5 separate regions of the Mus musculus genome follow, and all the other regions are linked to region 5. Evidence: chromatin contacts called from public ChIA-PET and capture Hi-C data. All regions are on one chromosome and are shown on one strand. Each heading gives the region's core, a stretch centred on a gene start, on an enhancer-like site or on the middle of the called end of the contact. The rest is flanking DNA. Distances are from core to core; before and after follow the strand shown. Region 1 holds the start of Prkcsh (protein kinase C substrate 80K-H). Region 2 holds the start of Plppr2 (phospholipid phosphatase related 2). Region 3 holds the start of Zfp653 (zinc finger protein 653). Region 4 holds the start of Acp5 (acid phosphatase 5, tartrate resistant). Region 5 holds the start of Ilf3 (interleukin enhancer binding factor 3).

Region 1 (2,700 bases), core at 134-2,633, 640 kb before region 5:
CACAGGATAACCCGTGGTCCAGGTCATTCTCAGCTACACTGTGTGCTCAAGGCCAGGCTGGGCCACCAGAGACTGTGTCTCCAGAACAAAAATAAACTAAAGCACAACCAAGAAGAAACTGTATCTTCAGGGGCCAGCAACACAATCCTCCAGTATTCCCCAGCTTCTCCGGAGGCCCTTCAAAAAGGCCAGGCAACTCCCCTCCACTCCTCTTTGCCTTCATCAATCCCTAGAAGGCCATTCAGTTTCCCTCCTCCTCCCACTTCTGAGAGGGTCTTCTGTTGGCTCTTCCTGACTCGAAACCTCACCTCCTCCTGAATGCCATTCATGGTTCCTGCAATGACATTTGCTGACTTGGTCATACACCTGGACATTTGTTCCTTTGATAGGGAATGGAAACCAGGACTGGCACCTACAAACACTGCCCCTCAGCTAATCCAAGCCAACAGGGATCTTGTTTCTGTGCCTGCTTCTGCTCACTGAGCAGGAAGCAACAGGAGAGTGAGATCCAAGTTCTTTGGGGCATCTGCGCTTAGCAGGCTCATTTAATGGGCGATGGGCAAATGCAAACGCTCACCAGGCTCATCTGAACCGTCCTTACAGTCGCAGTAGTCGTCGTTCACCTGATCGAATGGGATGGTGGCTGTGCCGTCCAAACAGGTGAAAGGTTTAGATTCTTCATAGAAGTGATGGTCTGGTGAGGGAAACAAGAAGCTCTGCTCAGATCTTAAATAAATATTACCTCTGTCCCACTCACTCACCAGCTGAAATGCTACGGGAAACGGAGGAAAAAGGCTGAAACGCCCCTCCCGATGCACAAAGAAGAGACTCACTGCTGAGGGAAACGCCCCGGGGTCTCTTAACTTCTACAGCCCAACAGAGGGGTAGTAGTAGTAGCAGCAGCAGCAGCATCCCGTCCGGGCCGAGACCGGAAGTGTGTTATGCGGCAGGAAGATACGCGATGGCCTCTCACTGTAGGAAAGAATGAAGAAGCATCTAATCATTGGGAGAAGGCAGCTTACCCAAGACCGGCCTCACCACTGCTTCCGGAAAAGGAGGGCACAATCGGAGTTGGAAGTGCAAGGGCAAGGGGCGTCTCTCCGCCCCGAGCCAGTGGAAGAGTCTCAAAGTGAACTCAAAACCATAGGTCTCTCGGTAAAGAGGTGAAATGGGCAACTCCCGCCAAAGGTTCAAAGGATTTACGATCCCTCCACACCACCCACCCTGCTGCAACCTATAAGAAACTAGGGTGCCTTCCTCCCATCGCTACTTCATCACCTACGCGAGGTAGAGGCAAAGGTCAATAGCCACCACACCAGGTTAGCTCAGCAGCCACGGTTCCTGCAGTAGAATAAGAGAACGGAACGCTCCGGATACGTCACTTCCGTTTTGCTCATCCCTCTTGGCGAACGGCAACTCCGGGACGCCATGTTAGGAGTGGCAAGAGTGCGTGTGCGGGCGCTGAGGCGGCCATCTTGAGTAGGAACATGAAGACCTAACCTTAGAACAGATCGGAAGTGTAGCGCTTAATGGCGGCGTAACGTGCCTCCATCTTGGGAGTGGCGGGTTACTGGCCACTGCCAGCGAACACGCAGGCGTCACGTGACCGCTACGCTCGCGCCTCTCTTTCGCTGGGCCTCTTTGTGGGACCGCCCCTCCGAACCGAGTCAGCCAATAAGAGCAGTGGAGTGTAACGCGGGCGGTTTCCTTGGGAACGTGGGCGGGGGGAGGAAGTTACTTAGCAACCGGGAGATGCTAAGAGGCCCGCAGCCAGGCAGTTAGCAGAAGTGCATTCCCAGAGCCTAGGGAACCAGCGTTTAGGATCCTGGATTATAGAGGCCAACTTGTAGTTATTCTCCTACCCCTTAGAGGCTTCCCGACCTTAACCCGATCACCATGACGTCCCCCCTGTGCTGGGCAGCCGCGACCACCACGGTGACTAGCCCGGAGCAAGCTCCAGCGCCCTCTTCCAAAGCCAAAGGCAGTAAGGTTCACCGAAGCAAGTCTATGGGCCGGGCACAGGCCTGGCCTGCACATCATCCCAAGTCAGCAACCTCCTTCCATGCAATGAAGTCTTCTGTGCACGCACAGGTGCTTGAGTTACAAAGAAAAATCCAACTGTTAGGTAAGTATGGCTGCAGACTGCACCGAAGGATCCGGGATCAACCGTGCCCACCAGGTCTTCTGAGTAGGCGCTATGTGTTTCTCCAGCACGAGTCTATGTGACCAACTTGAAACAAACACTCAAATCTTATCTTTCTTTCCCATTTCTTTGTACTATTACCTCTTCTAATGTGCATATGGGTGAGTGAAAAGCACAGATTCTAGAGTTTGTTTTTCTTTATTTATTGTTCTGTTTTGCGTTTCTGTGGGCAGAGTGCAGTACTCTCAGATGCCAGGAGAAGGCATTGGATCCCTTGGAGCTAGAGTTACAGGTGTTTATGAGCTGACCAATGTGGGTGCTTGAGACTAACAACCTTCCTCGCTCTGCAGGAGCAGCAAATGTCCTTAACCACTGAGCCATTATCCCTCCCACCCAAATTTTATTTATTTATTAAATTATTTTTGAGAGTTAGCCTCATGTGGCCCAGGCTAGCTTGAACTCAAAGGAGACCTAGCTCCACCTTTTTGGGTGATTGGCATGTGCCACCATGCGGGCATCATGCGGTGCTGAGGCTGGAACCCAGGGCTCTATTCATG
Region 2 (2,730 bases), core at 219-2,718, 570 kb before region 5:
CATTCATCTCCATTGCACGGATGTGGAAACTGAGGCCCAGGCAGATGAAGGTGGGTACTGTGCATCCAGGGCTCCATTGAGGCCTACTCCACAGAATGACATATTGGAGAGAGGGTCACCAGATTCCAGGTGTGCAGAGTCACCCATATGGGCACTCCCACATAAGATATAACCCAGGCGTGGCCTCCATCCCAAACACTACACACAGGGACATCTCAGAACATGACATCCACCCATTCCACAGCAAGAGCCAAGCACACTGTGTGGGGTGCCTGTCTCATGCTGAGCAAACCAGATTTGCTCATTCACACAAATCCCCAGCACCCCTAAACACACACACACACACACACACACACACACACACACACACACACACAGTTTGCATATGGCCTGTCATAGACACCCACACGGATGGAACATACCCCCTCAAAGACACAGTCAGAGAGACACACAGAAAGACAGCCCAGCCCCCCACAAATCCCTGTCCTGATACAGTCACCACCATAGATAGACTCAAGGTTGCTAACCACTTAGAATCACAGCAGAGTCACTCCACACAATAAGAGTCACAGAATGGGTCACAGAGTCACACCCCCAGTTACAAGGCGCTCAATGACAATCACACACATGAACACCCTCTCCACAGTCATAGCAGAGACAGTGTGCCACCCACAGTCTCAGCCACATGGTCAGGTAGGGATATATGGGATATATGCGACAGGGACTTGCAGCACACACAAAAGGCAGGTAAGAGCAGACACCTGCCGGATTGCAAAACAGACACACAACATCAGAAGGAATACAACAGTAACTACAAAATGACAGATCACACAACTAGACACCACACCAACACACACACACCAGTGTATATTCTCTCTCTCCTCTCTCTCTCTCTCTCTCTCTCTCTCTCTCTCTCTCACACACACACACACACACACACACACACACACACACACACAATCAGTGGACACACCCGAACCCATCACAGCCAGACAGCCACACAACCAGTTACACAACCACACACCAACAAGGGGCAACTACACCATCATTCACCCACAGCCACCCTCGCAGCACTGTGGCCTGGCTCTTGAGGTCTCCCCCCGGGTGGGGGGGGTCCCCTTCTCCAGACTCCCCTCCCCCAACCCCATCTAAAGCCCTAGATCGCCGCCTCCCCTCCCCCTATCGCCCTCGCCCCCCCTCGCCGCAATGGACCCACAGGGAAAGGATCAGAAGGACCCATGTCCATGGTCTGGACCTGCGTGTCCAGGCTGGGCAGCTCCCCGGGCTAAAAAGAGGGGGCGCCCACGCTTCTCCCTCACCCTGTCTAGGCCGCCGCCGCCTGAACCCTCGCTCCCTCTACACGGTCCCGGCGCCGTAGAACAGTCAGATAGATCGCTGGTCAGGCAGGCGGACACCGAGATGAAGTCTGGACCGCCGGACTTGCCGCTCCGCGCAGACTCCGTGATCGAGGTGGGGGCGGGGCCACAGGATGCCTTATTTGCATAACCCAGTGGGGCGGGAGCACGATCACATTTGCATAACCCAGTGTGGAGTGGGCCCAAGCCTCTTGTTAGCCAGGCAGGCGGGGCCATTGGGCCCTTAATTTGCATAACACAGATGGGCGGGGAGTTGTGATCATGTCGGGGCGGGGCTATAAACGCTCATTTGCATGAATCAAAGAGGCGGTGCAGGACGTGAAGCAGAGATTAGAAGGGAAAAAGAGTGGAGATAGAGTAAGGACTAGCTAGGTAGAAAAGGCGAAGAGAGGAGCTCGGCCTCTTCAAAGAACACTCTCTGGTACGCCTCTCCGCATGGCATCCCAGATCCATTTTTGTGTTTGAGAAAGGGTCTCAGGCAGCTCAAGCTGGTCTCCAGTTTTCTTTGTAGCCAAGACTAGCCTTGAACATTGGATTTTCCTGCCTCCATCTCCTTGAGTGCTGGAACTTCAGACCTATTCCATCACATCTGGTTTGTGTGATAGGATTGGAACGCAAAGTTTCCTGCATGCTAGGCAAGCGGTGTCCTGATTTTGTGTTTTCTAAATTTTTAAAATTGCATTTATTTGCTGGGCAGTAGTGGCCACATGCCTTTAATCCCAGCACTCCGGGGGCAGAGGCAGATGAATCTCTATAAATTCCGTGCCAGTCTGGTCTACAGAGAGAGTTCCAGGACAGCCAGGGCTAGAGAAACCCTGTCTTTAAAAAAAATTTTTTTAATTACATTTATTTATCAAGGTGTGTGCCCGTGTGCATTTATAGATTGGAGGACAACTTGCATGAGTCAGTTCTCTACCTTTATGAGTGTCCCTGGGATCAAACTCAGGTCTTCAGATTTGGTGGCCAGTGCCTTTGCCCAGTGAGCCATTTGTTTGGCTCATTTCTTTGTTTTTGAGACAAGGTCGCCTGTGGCTCAGGCTGGTTTCATACTTGCTGTATTAACTTTAAAGTGATATGCTTACTTCCACCTACCTCCTTGGATCACACGCCCAACTAATTACACCCTAAGTCTTGTCTCACTGTCATGCCAGTCTCTGCATCCTTTGAGATAACAGAGTTATCTGGCATGGGGAGGACCCCAGACTCTTGAACCAGCAGGTGCAAAAGTCCAGGGTGGAGAAAGGTCTCAGCTAGTTTATTTTCTCTCTGGAGGGATCTTCAGGGCAAGCAGTCCCAGCTGCTCAAGCTACAGGGAGAGAAGGTAGGTCGTGGTCTGGTTTGAACCAGGAGAACT
Region 3 (2,700 bases), core at 57-2,556, 700 kb before region 5:
GGAAATGTAGAACATTTATGTGGCACAGGGAGCTGGCTGTGAACTCATGGAGGTGCTCAGAGTACGTCACAGTGGTGAGACACAAACTCTTCTCCTAACAGTGACAGAAGGCCCTGTCTTCGCCATGTGCATGGCTGGTGCCCATGATCAGGCAACATTGATCAAGTGGATCCAAGGCTTGCAGGAGACCAACCCAACCCTGGCACAGATCCCAGTGGTATTCCGCCTGGCCAGGTCCACGGGGGAGCTCCTGACAACTTCAAGGCTGGAGGGACAGTCCCCTCCCCACAGTCCTCCCAAGGGGCCTGAGGAAGATGATGAGACCATTCAGGCAGAGCAGCAGCAGGGGCAAAGTTGAGTCAGATAGAGCTGGCATGAGGAGAAAAGACTGGGCTGGTATGAAATAATATGGAGAAAATAAAAAAATCAAAACCTCTTCCCTGGCCCTGTGGCTTCCCTTCGTATGTTCTGCATGGGCTCTTTTGGGTTTACCACCTTGGGACCCTTTTTTAAACTTGTCTTTTCAAAAATTCCATTTATAGATGGGCGTGGTGGCACACGCCTTTAATCCCAGCACTCGGGAGGCAGGCAGACAGATTTCTGAGTTCGAGGCCAGCCTGGTCTACAGAGTGAGTTCCAGGACAGCCAGGGCTACACAGAGAAACCTTGTCTCGAAAAACCAAAAAAAAAAAAAAAAATCCATTTATATATTTATGGTATGGGAGGGATGTGTGGAGGTCAGAAGACCATTTGCTGGAGTCTGTTCCGATATATGACCCTGTGAATCTCGGAAATGTAACTCAGATTGTCAAGTATGCCAGCCATCACCTTACCTGCAGAGCCGACTTGTTGGCCTTTAAAAACATCTTTTAAATGTATTTACCTTTATTTTATGTGCATTGGTGTTCTGCATGTATATATGTTTATGTGAGAATGGTAGATCTTGGAATTACAGACAGTTCTAGCTGCCATGTAGGTGCTGAATTTGAGCGCAGGTCCTCTGGAAAAGCAGTGAGTGCCCTTAACCAGTGAGCCATTTCTCCAGCCCTTTTGAAAAAATCTTTAATCACATTGCCGAAGAATTCAATAGAGAGGCAAGGATTACCTGAGTTTCAGTACCCAGTGCCTCTACCTCCCAAATAACTGACTTGTCAACAGAACGCACTTCCATGGCCTGGGCCGGACGGACTACGCGCATGCGCAGCTATGGCTAGTTGTCCCCGTTTGGCGCCGCGGGCAGAGAAGACCCTGTGAGAAATCTCCCGGCGGCGCAGACTAGGCGCGCCACTTCCGGTCGAGGCTCCTAACAACGGGGGAGGCCGGTAACCAGGGAGGGGGGGATGGCGGAGCGGGCTCCAGAGCCCGGGGCGGAGGCGGAGGCGGGCGCAGGCGGGGAGGCGGCGGCAGAGGAAGGCGCGGCAGGCAGAAAGGCGCGGGGCCGGCCGCGGCTCACCGAGTCGGACCGGGCCCGGAGGCGGCTCGAGTCCCGGAAGAAGTACGACGTGCGGCGCGTGTACCTGGGCGAGGCGCACGGCCCCTGGGTGGACCTGAGACGCCGCAGCGGCTGGAGCGACGCCAAACTTGCCGCCTACCTCATTTCGCTGGAGCGTGGCCAGCGTAGCGGTCGCCACGGGTAAGGGGGCGCGGGGCCGGGAGAGGGAGGGAGGGAGAGAAGAAGCCGGGGGAGGGACGAAAAGGGCAGCGGCCCCGCCCCCGGAGCGTGAAGCCCCACCCCCGGGCCGCCTGGCGGCCCTCGGTCTCGGGCTTAGGCAACCCAGACCCCTCACGCGCCTCCTCGCGGCTCCGCCTCCGACCCATTGACTACCCAATGCAAGCCTGTGCCCCACCCCTCTGCCCGCCTTCGGAAGCTCCGACTGGCCCGTCTGAAGAGTCGACCCGCCTCCACTGGCCTGGCCTGGGGCTGGCTCTCAGGTGTAAACCTCCAAAGGTGCTGGGCACTCTGATTTTCTGCGTATGAGTGCCTTGCCTTCGTGGATATATGTGTACCACGTGCATGAACTACCTGCAGAGGTCAGAAAAGGGTGTCGGATCCCCAGAAACCACCATTGTGAACCACCATGTAGGTTGTGGGAACCAAACCCGGATCCTCAACAAGAAAGCAGCCTTAACCCAGCCACCTGTTTCAACAACCTTGTCAGGGTTACTTGTGTGCATCCTGAGTGCTGGGACTAAAGGCATGTGCCAGGCTTGGTGTGAGGGCACTTTTATTCTTGTGTATGTGTGCGTGTGTGGTGTATGTAGGCCCACATAAGGAGGTGGGAAGACAGCTTTGCAGAGCTAGTCCTCTTCTACCACGTGCCCTCTAGGGATCAGACTAAGACCATGAATGGTTCACCACGCTGTAGTTGTCAGACCTATTGGTAAACTGTCATGTGCAGCTTGCCACACTGAGAAGCAGGCTCTGAAAGTGTAGATGGCCTCTCCTGTTTGAGACTCAAGCATGTCTCTCTCAGTGTCCTCCAGGAAGAGACAAGGACAGCAGAAGTGCCCAAGAGTAAAAACCCCATGCCCTTAAGAACAGCTAGAAGGTGGAGCATTTCCAATAGAGGTTACTCCTGCTGTCTCACAGTGCAGGTGTCCACAGTGGGAAGACAAGCTGGATGCTAAGCCATGGAGGGAAAGCTCACCCTGGGACTCCAGCTGTTGCCCCAGCTTCCCCAGCCAGTAGCTGCATGGTGT
Region 4 (2,700 bases), core at 41-2,540, 760 kb before region 5:
CCTGGGATTATGTTCTTTTTCTCAGGAATTCATTTTTTGGGGAAGTGTATTTTTTAGACAGGATCTCACACTTTAGCCCAGGCTGACCCAGTCCTCCCTATTTAGCCCAGTTGTCTCAAACTCACTCCAATCCTCCTGCCATTAACAGACATGATCTACCACACCAGGACTCTTTAAATCTTTATTACATTTATTTACTTACTTATTATTGGTAGGGCAACAACCCGGATGTGGAGGTCAGAGGACAACTTTTGGGAGCCGGTGCTCTCCTTCCGGAAACCTGATGGAACTCAGGCTCTCAAGTCTTGCCAGAAAGTGCCGCTCTGAGCCATCTCGAAGGCCCATCGCCAGACTTTATTCTTTGGGATTCCTTTGTTGTTCTGTTTAGGTTTTGTTTTGGTTTTAGAGACAGGGTTTCTCTGTGTAGCTGTGGATATCCTGGAACTTGCTATATAGATCAGGCCGCCTTTTAACTCAGAGATCTGCTTCCGCCTCTCGAGTGATGGGATTAAAGAAGTGAGTCCCATTCTGGCCCAGCTTTATTTTGTGGAATTCTAAGGACAACCTATTTATTTATGAATGAGACAGTCTCAGGTCTTGAACTTGCTATGGAGCTGAGATTTATCATGAACTCTTGACCCTCTGACCTCCACGGCCCAGGGTTACACTGCGCACCTGGTGTATACCGGCCTGCGTCTGTGACCTAGGGCTTCGTACGTGTTGGCACGCACTCTACCAACTGAGTCACACCCCAGCCTCCCTGCAAACCGGCAAAATTTCTTGTTTGAAATAACAGGAAAGACCTGCAGTGTGCGGAAGAGGATGGCTTTGCTCCGCCCCTCTGGGTCCCTCTCTGCCTAAATTCCTTCTCTCCCGATCAATCTTGAAGGCCTGTTTTACAGGTGGCTGTTATCTGGCACAGATAGCTCAGTCAAATCCCCTCCTCCGCCCCCCCGCGCGCCCCAAACCCACTGCTGGGATGGAACCCGAGCCGCTCTGGGGCCAAGCAAGCCCTCCACCGCTGACCTGCCACCAGCCTGGTATCTTCTCACCCATTTTAAAGACCGGGAGACCGAGCCTGGCTCAGTCCGGGGCTGGACCTCCCCTGCGCGGCCACCAGAGGCTGTGAGCACCCCAAAAGTCGAAGGCAGGTGGTATTGAAATCAGGTCCCGGGTCTCCCTTAACTCCTGGGACTCTGAACCTTGGAGGCGAGGCGCCAGGTAATGGCTGAGGCAGGATTGGGGCGGGGAAACCGAGGCACCCGCCCTCTGCAACTCTGGACTCTGTAGGGCAGGCAGGGAGCCGTGGGCGAAGGCTGGCCCGCGCCGCCTCTTCCCAACTCGTGCAGCCCGGAGCGACCCGCCGCGAATCCGCAGCTCAGTTGGGTAGCACAGCTTGTCCTGGACCCACCGCCAAGGTGAGACTCGCCCGCCAGGCCCTTGCTCTGCCTCCCACGGGGGAGGGGGTCTCTGTCTGTTGGGGCCACCCCACTTCCTTCCTGTTCGCCTCTACTGAGAGGTGCGAGTGGGGAATGCAAGGCAAACTCTTCGCTGGGTGACCTGGGGTGAGTCGCTGACCCTCTCTGAGCCTTTATGCAAAGCACGGAACGAGAGATTCCAGAATCCGAGCTTGCAGGGACCGGAGGGGTTGGTGGTGAGTGTTCAAGGAAGGAGTCTGGAAAGATTGGGCGGCTTGTGAAGTTAAGGAGGGAGGGGAGGAGGTGGGAAGCTGGCCACACCCACCACAGCGCTGGGCTCTGCGGTCGAAACAGCCTGCAGCTGACTGCTGTAGGTGCCAAGGTCAAAAGGCTACAGCCAGCCACGTGGTGTGTGCCTTCTGGAAGTTCCTTAGGCTGGAAACCGGGTGTGGGAAAGGCCATGGAAGAGTGTGGACAGAACTTCCTGGAAAAGGCAGTTATTGCTGCTGTTTATGATGGCGAGGGGGAACTCGGAGACAGTCCCACACTTAGATGACTCCAGATACACAATTTGCACTAGGACTTACAAAACACAGAGGAGACAGGGGGCTGTTACATGGGCGCCACAGAGGAATTATTTAGGCCTGTAATTCCAACACTTGGAAGTGGCTCATCTTTGGCTACCCAGGGAGGAAGTTAGGGATAGCCTGGGCTTCTTGAGACACTGTCTCAAAACAAAAACAAAAAAAAAAAAATAATTGGAGTGTATGTCACAGGCAAGCCACTGAGGTTCCCATGCTAGAGTCGAGACACCCACCCAGAAAAAGTGACAGCGAGTTACAGACAGCCAAGGGTGTGAAAACACAGACGTTCAGCCTAGAACAGCCTCAGTGCAGTGAACAGTCAAACTCGGGACCTACAGATGCCCAGTACACATTACCATCAGACCCTGGCTGACTGTGCTGGCTTCGAGAAACTTTTCACGGCTCAGTCTGGCCTGGGTGCCCCCGCCCCAGCCCCATTTCCAGTTCTGGGGAAGTCCAGTGCTCACATGACCCAAGGGGAGGGCTTCTGGACAATCCTCGGAGAAAATGCATCATCTTTCCCAATGATGCACTTCTGCCCCAGAGAATAAAGACTCGGTGATCACCGCTTTTGGTCCAGGAGCTTAACTGCCTCTTGCAGCCTCTCTGACCACCTGTGCTTCCTCCAGGGTAAGTGTCAGAGGAGCGAGGTGGAAGAGGCCTGTGGGGGCCACCTTCCCAGCTCCTCAGCTCCTTGC
Region 5 (2,700 bases), core at 1-2,500:
TTAATCCCAGCGCTTGGGAGGCAGAGGCAGGCGGATTTCTGAGTTCCAGGACAGCCTGGTCTACAAAGTGAGTTCCAGGACAGCCAGGGCTATACAGAGAAACTCTATCTCGAAAAATCAAAAAAACAAAACAAAACTAGGGCCTGCAGATCCCATTCACATACCTCAGCAACCAGGAGCTACCACAACATGTCAGCTAAGGGTCAAAGACCTCTCAGCTCTACTGGACAAGAGCAGTGGTACCTGCAGTGGCCTTTCTCCTTTGCTGCTGTTCCTCACACTTCATTTCGCAGGCTGAGTGACTGCACTAGCTACCACTCGTAGAATAGTGGTAGAACTCTATAATCAACCAGCAGAGTATCCCACCCACAGAAACCTGAGGGAGAACCACGAAAGAAGTCCTACATGTCTCCTTTTCCAGGGACCCTGTTCAGGACCGTGTTCAGGACAAAGAAGACATGTTTCCCGCCATAGGAACTGGGATGAACCTGGCATCCTCCTAGAAGCCAGGGATGTACCTGAACAAAGAGGTAAAGCGGGTAAAGGAAGGAGATTTTCCCTTCTGCGCCGGCTGGGATGCTCTAGATATGAGGGGGTGTGTGCTCCAACACGTGCGCGCGTGCGCGAGGCCAAAGCAACAGACAAAAGCTCGGGCTGGGGGAAAGTAAGCGGCCCGTGGAGAGGGGAGAGTACCACAGTGCGTGCGCACCCCCCGGGGGCAGCGCCCAGGCCTGGGCCGAGGGGGCCACGAAGGGGGGAGAATGGATGCGCGCGCACGGGGGCACTGCCTCCGCCATTTTGTTTCCTCGGCACAATGGGGGAAGAGTAACGGCCAAGCGCGGGAGCGAGGCCGGAGGAGGAAGGAGCGAGACGCTGAGAGATGGAAGAGCCGAGCGAAGGGGAGGGTCGGCGGGATGGCAACAGACCTGTCACTAGCGTCCTCTTGGCCCAGCCATCGCTGACAAGTGGGAGAACGGGAGGGGGGAGGGGCGGAGGCGGGAGACGCCACATTGCCACTTACCTTGCCGGTGTTCCCGTCCTTCGCCTTCAGGCGCCGCCGCCCTCCTGCCACGAGCCTTCCGGAGTCTTCACAACCCCCCTCAAAAAAAAAAAAAAAAGCCACGCGGTTTTCGCCGGGGCTGCTTCAGTCCCAACTGCAATGGCGAGAAAAGGAGGAGGAGGAGCCGGGGACCGGGGGCGAGCGAGCGGGCGGGCGGGCGCGCGCCGGGGAGGTGCAGGGCCACGTGACTGGCAGCGGCCCGCCCCCGCATCACGTGGGCGATCCACCTAGGCCCAACCCCCAGTAGGCGGGTGAGACGAAAGGGGCGGGGGAGGGCACATCACGTGACGTTGACTTAGCGACTGGGTCTGTTGGCGTGACGTCAACGTCGGGCCAGTTCTCTCACGGGTTTGGTCGGCCACGTGACCGTGGTTGGCTTCGCTTCCATCACGTGACAGGCCTTTCTTGTTGTTTCTTGACTCGTTTTCACTATTGGTAGACCCGAATCACCTGACGGGAGCCCATCCATTTCGTTTGTTTTTTCCAAAGGCGGTTTTTTCCGAGCGACCGTTATCACGTGACGCAATGGAGCAGGGGTGGGCCCTTCTGACGACTCCAGTTCGTGTGCGTTCCTGGGAGTGCGCGTGCGCCATGATTCGAAGTCAGTCTCCGTACCTTGATCCACACTGCATTGAAAGACTGGCACATGCGGTTGTCAACACTGGTCCAGGGCTCCTACTCACGCTGTCAGGCTGCTGAGCCATCTCACCGTTCCTCATTTTTGTATTTTTGAGATACAGTTTTGCTATTTTACCCACACTGGCTTTAAACTCGAAGATTCTGCCTCCACTTTGATATCGCTAGATTACAAATAAGACCATGTCACTAGGCAACTGAGGGTTTAATAGATTGCCCCTGTGTTAAGAGTGCTTAGCGCCGGGCAGCCGTAGCGCAGGCCTTAATCCTAGCACTTGGGAGGCAGAGGCAGGAGGATTTCTGAGTTCGAGGCCAGCCTGGTCTACAAAGTGAGTTCCAGGACAGCTAGGGCTACACAGAGAAACCCTGTCTCGAAAAAAAAAAAAAAGAAAAAGAGTCCTTAGCATAGGAGGCCGTGGGTCAGACCCCCGTACCACACACACAAAACAGGCAAATTCCAGGCAAGGATGAACAGAACAAAGCTCTCAAACTCCCAGGTCCGGAGCTCTTCATATCTGGTGTCCATCTATAGGGATTTATTGCTGCTATCAGAGTTGGTGTCTGGCTTTTTTTCTTCCTTCCTAGGTTTTAGAGACCTACCTCACCAAAGTCTGAACTTGAGGAAAAAGTTCTAAATGAACCCATTTGTAGGAGACCTGAGGTGCTTCTGATCTGGAATACGCTCTAAATGACACACCTGTTCTAACAGCGCCGCCAAGTGGTAGACATGGTTAATACGGTTTGCCTGAGGGTTTTCAGATGGATTTTTAATTCCTTTTTTTAATGTGTTTAGTGTTTTGACTGCGTGTATGTCTGCAACAGGTTGTGTCTGTGCATCACATATGTGCCAGGGTCCACTGAAAGTCAGAAGAGAGTGTTGAATCTTCCAGAACTGGAGTTACTTCTGAGGCGCCTCCCCAGCCCCTGCAGACAGACGTTAGTAAACTATTTTTTCTTTCAGCCTTTCTCAGTGTCTGTCTGTATGTCTGTCTGTCTCTCTGTCT

What was found. ChIA-PET counts read pairs in DNA pulled down with a chosen protein or histone mark. Capture Hi-C pulls out chosen DNA fragments and counts their contacts.
Region 1: an RNA polymerase II ChIA-PET map of memory CD8 T cells shows a contact between it and region 5, with 17 read pairs. The contact joins the promoter of Prkcsh here to the promoter of Ilf3 in region 5. A contact is called at or near these places in 3 of 39 promoter capture datasets (liver and pre-B cells) and 2 of 115 datasets of contacts at active chromatin or transcription factors (memory CD8 T cells and pancreatic cancer cells).
Region 2: a contact with region 5 is called in a capture Hi-C map of macrophages, with 3 times the contacts expected there. The contact joins the promoter of Plppr2 here to the promoter of Ilf3 in region 5. A contact is called at or near these places in 1 of 39 promoter capture datasets (liver), 1 of 484 Hi-C or Micro-C datasets (embryonic stem cells) and 2 of 9 other capture datasets (macrophages and pancreatic islet).
Region 3: an RNA polymerase II ChIA-PET map of memory CD8 T cells shows a contact between it and region 5, with 6 read pairs. The contact joins the promoter of Zfp653 here to the promoter of Ilf3 in region 5. A contact is called at or near these places in 1 of 39 promoter capture datasets (liver) and 1 of 115 datasets of contacts at active chromatin or transcription factors (memory CD8 T cells).
Region 4: an RNA polymerase II ChIA-PET map of memory CD8 T cells shows a contact between it and region 5, with 6 read pairs. The contact joins the promoter of Acp5 here to the promoter of Ilf3 in region 5.

What each region holds. Positions count from the first base shown.
Region 1 is chr9:22,001,671-22,004,370 of GRCm38.p6, reverse strand. Prkcsh (protein kinase C substrate 80K-H) reads right to left here and starts at 1,383. Exons shown (of 18, transcript NM_008925.2): 1 at 1,283-1,383; 2 at 834-972; 3 at 578-694. The coding sequence starts at 912. It overlaps Ccdc151 (coiled-coil domain containing 151), which reads left to right and starts at 1,737. Exons shown (of 13, transcript NM_029939.3): 1 at 1,737-2,125. The coding sequence starts at 1,897.
Region 2 is chr9:21,935,748-21,938,477 of GRCm38.p6, reverse strand. Plppr2 (phospholipid phosphatase related 2) reads right to left here and starts at 1,468. Exons shown (of 10, transcript NM_001290299.1): 1 at 1,320-1,468; 2 at 1-83. It overlaps Ccdc159 (coiled-coil domain containing 159), which reads right to left. Exons shown (of 13, transcript NM_025977.3): 13 at 2,606-2,682. The coding sequence ends at 2,678.
Region 3 is chr9:22,069,982-22,072,681 of GRCm38.p6, reverse strand. It overlaps Zfp653 (zinc finger protein 653), which reads left to right and starts at 1,306. Exons shown (of 9, transcript NM_177318.3): 1 at 1,306-1,633. The coding sequence starts at 1,341. Ecsit (ECSIT signalling integrator) reads left to right here. Exons shown (of 9, transcript NM_001253897.1): 9 at 102-436. The coding sequence ends at 358. It overlaps Gm16845 (predicted gene, 16845), which reads right to left and starts at 1,680. Exons shown (of 3, transcript NR_040407.1): 1 at 1,518-1,680.
Region 4 is chr9:22,130,455-22,133,154 of GRCm38.p6, reverse strand. It overlaps Acp5 (acid phosphatase 5, tartrate resistant), which reads left to right and starts at 1,290. Exons shown (of 5, transcript NM_001102404.1): 1 at 1,290-1,418.
Region 5 is chr9:21,366,421-21,369,120 of GRCm38.p6, reverse strand. It overlaps Ilf3 (interleukin enhancer binding factor 3), which reads right to left and starts at 1,250. Exons shown (of 20, transcript NM_001042707.2): 1 at 1,022-1,250. It overlaps Gm36198 (a long non-coding RNA gene), which reads left to right. Exons shown (of 3, transcript XR_870570.3): 1 at 1-530; 2 at 1,550-2,632.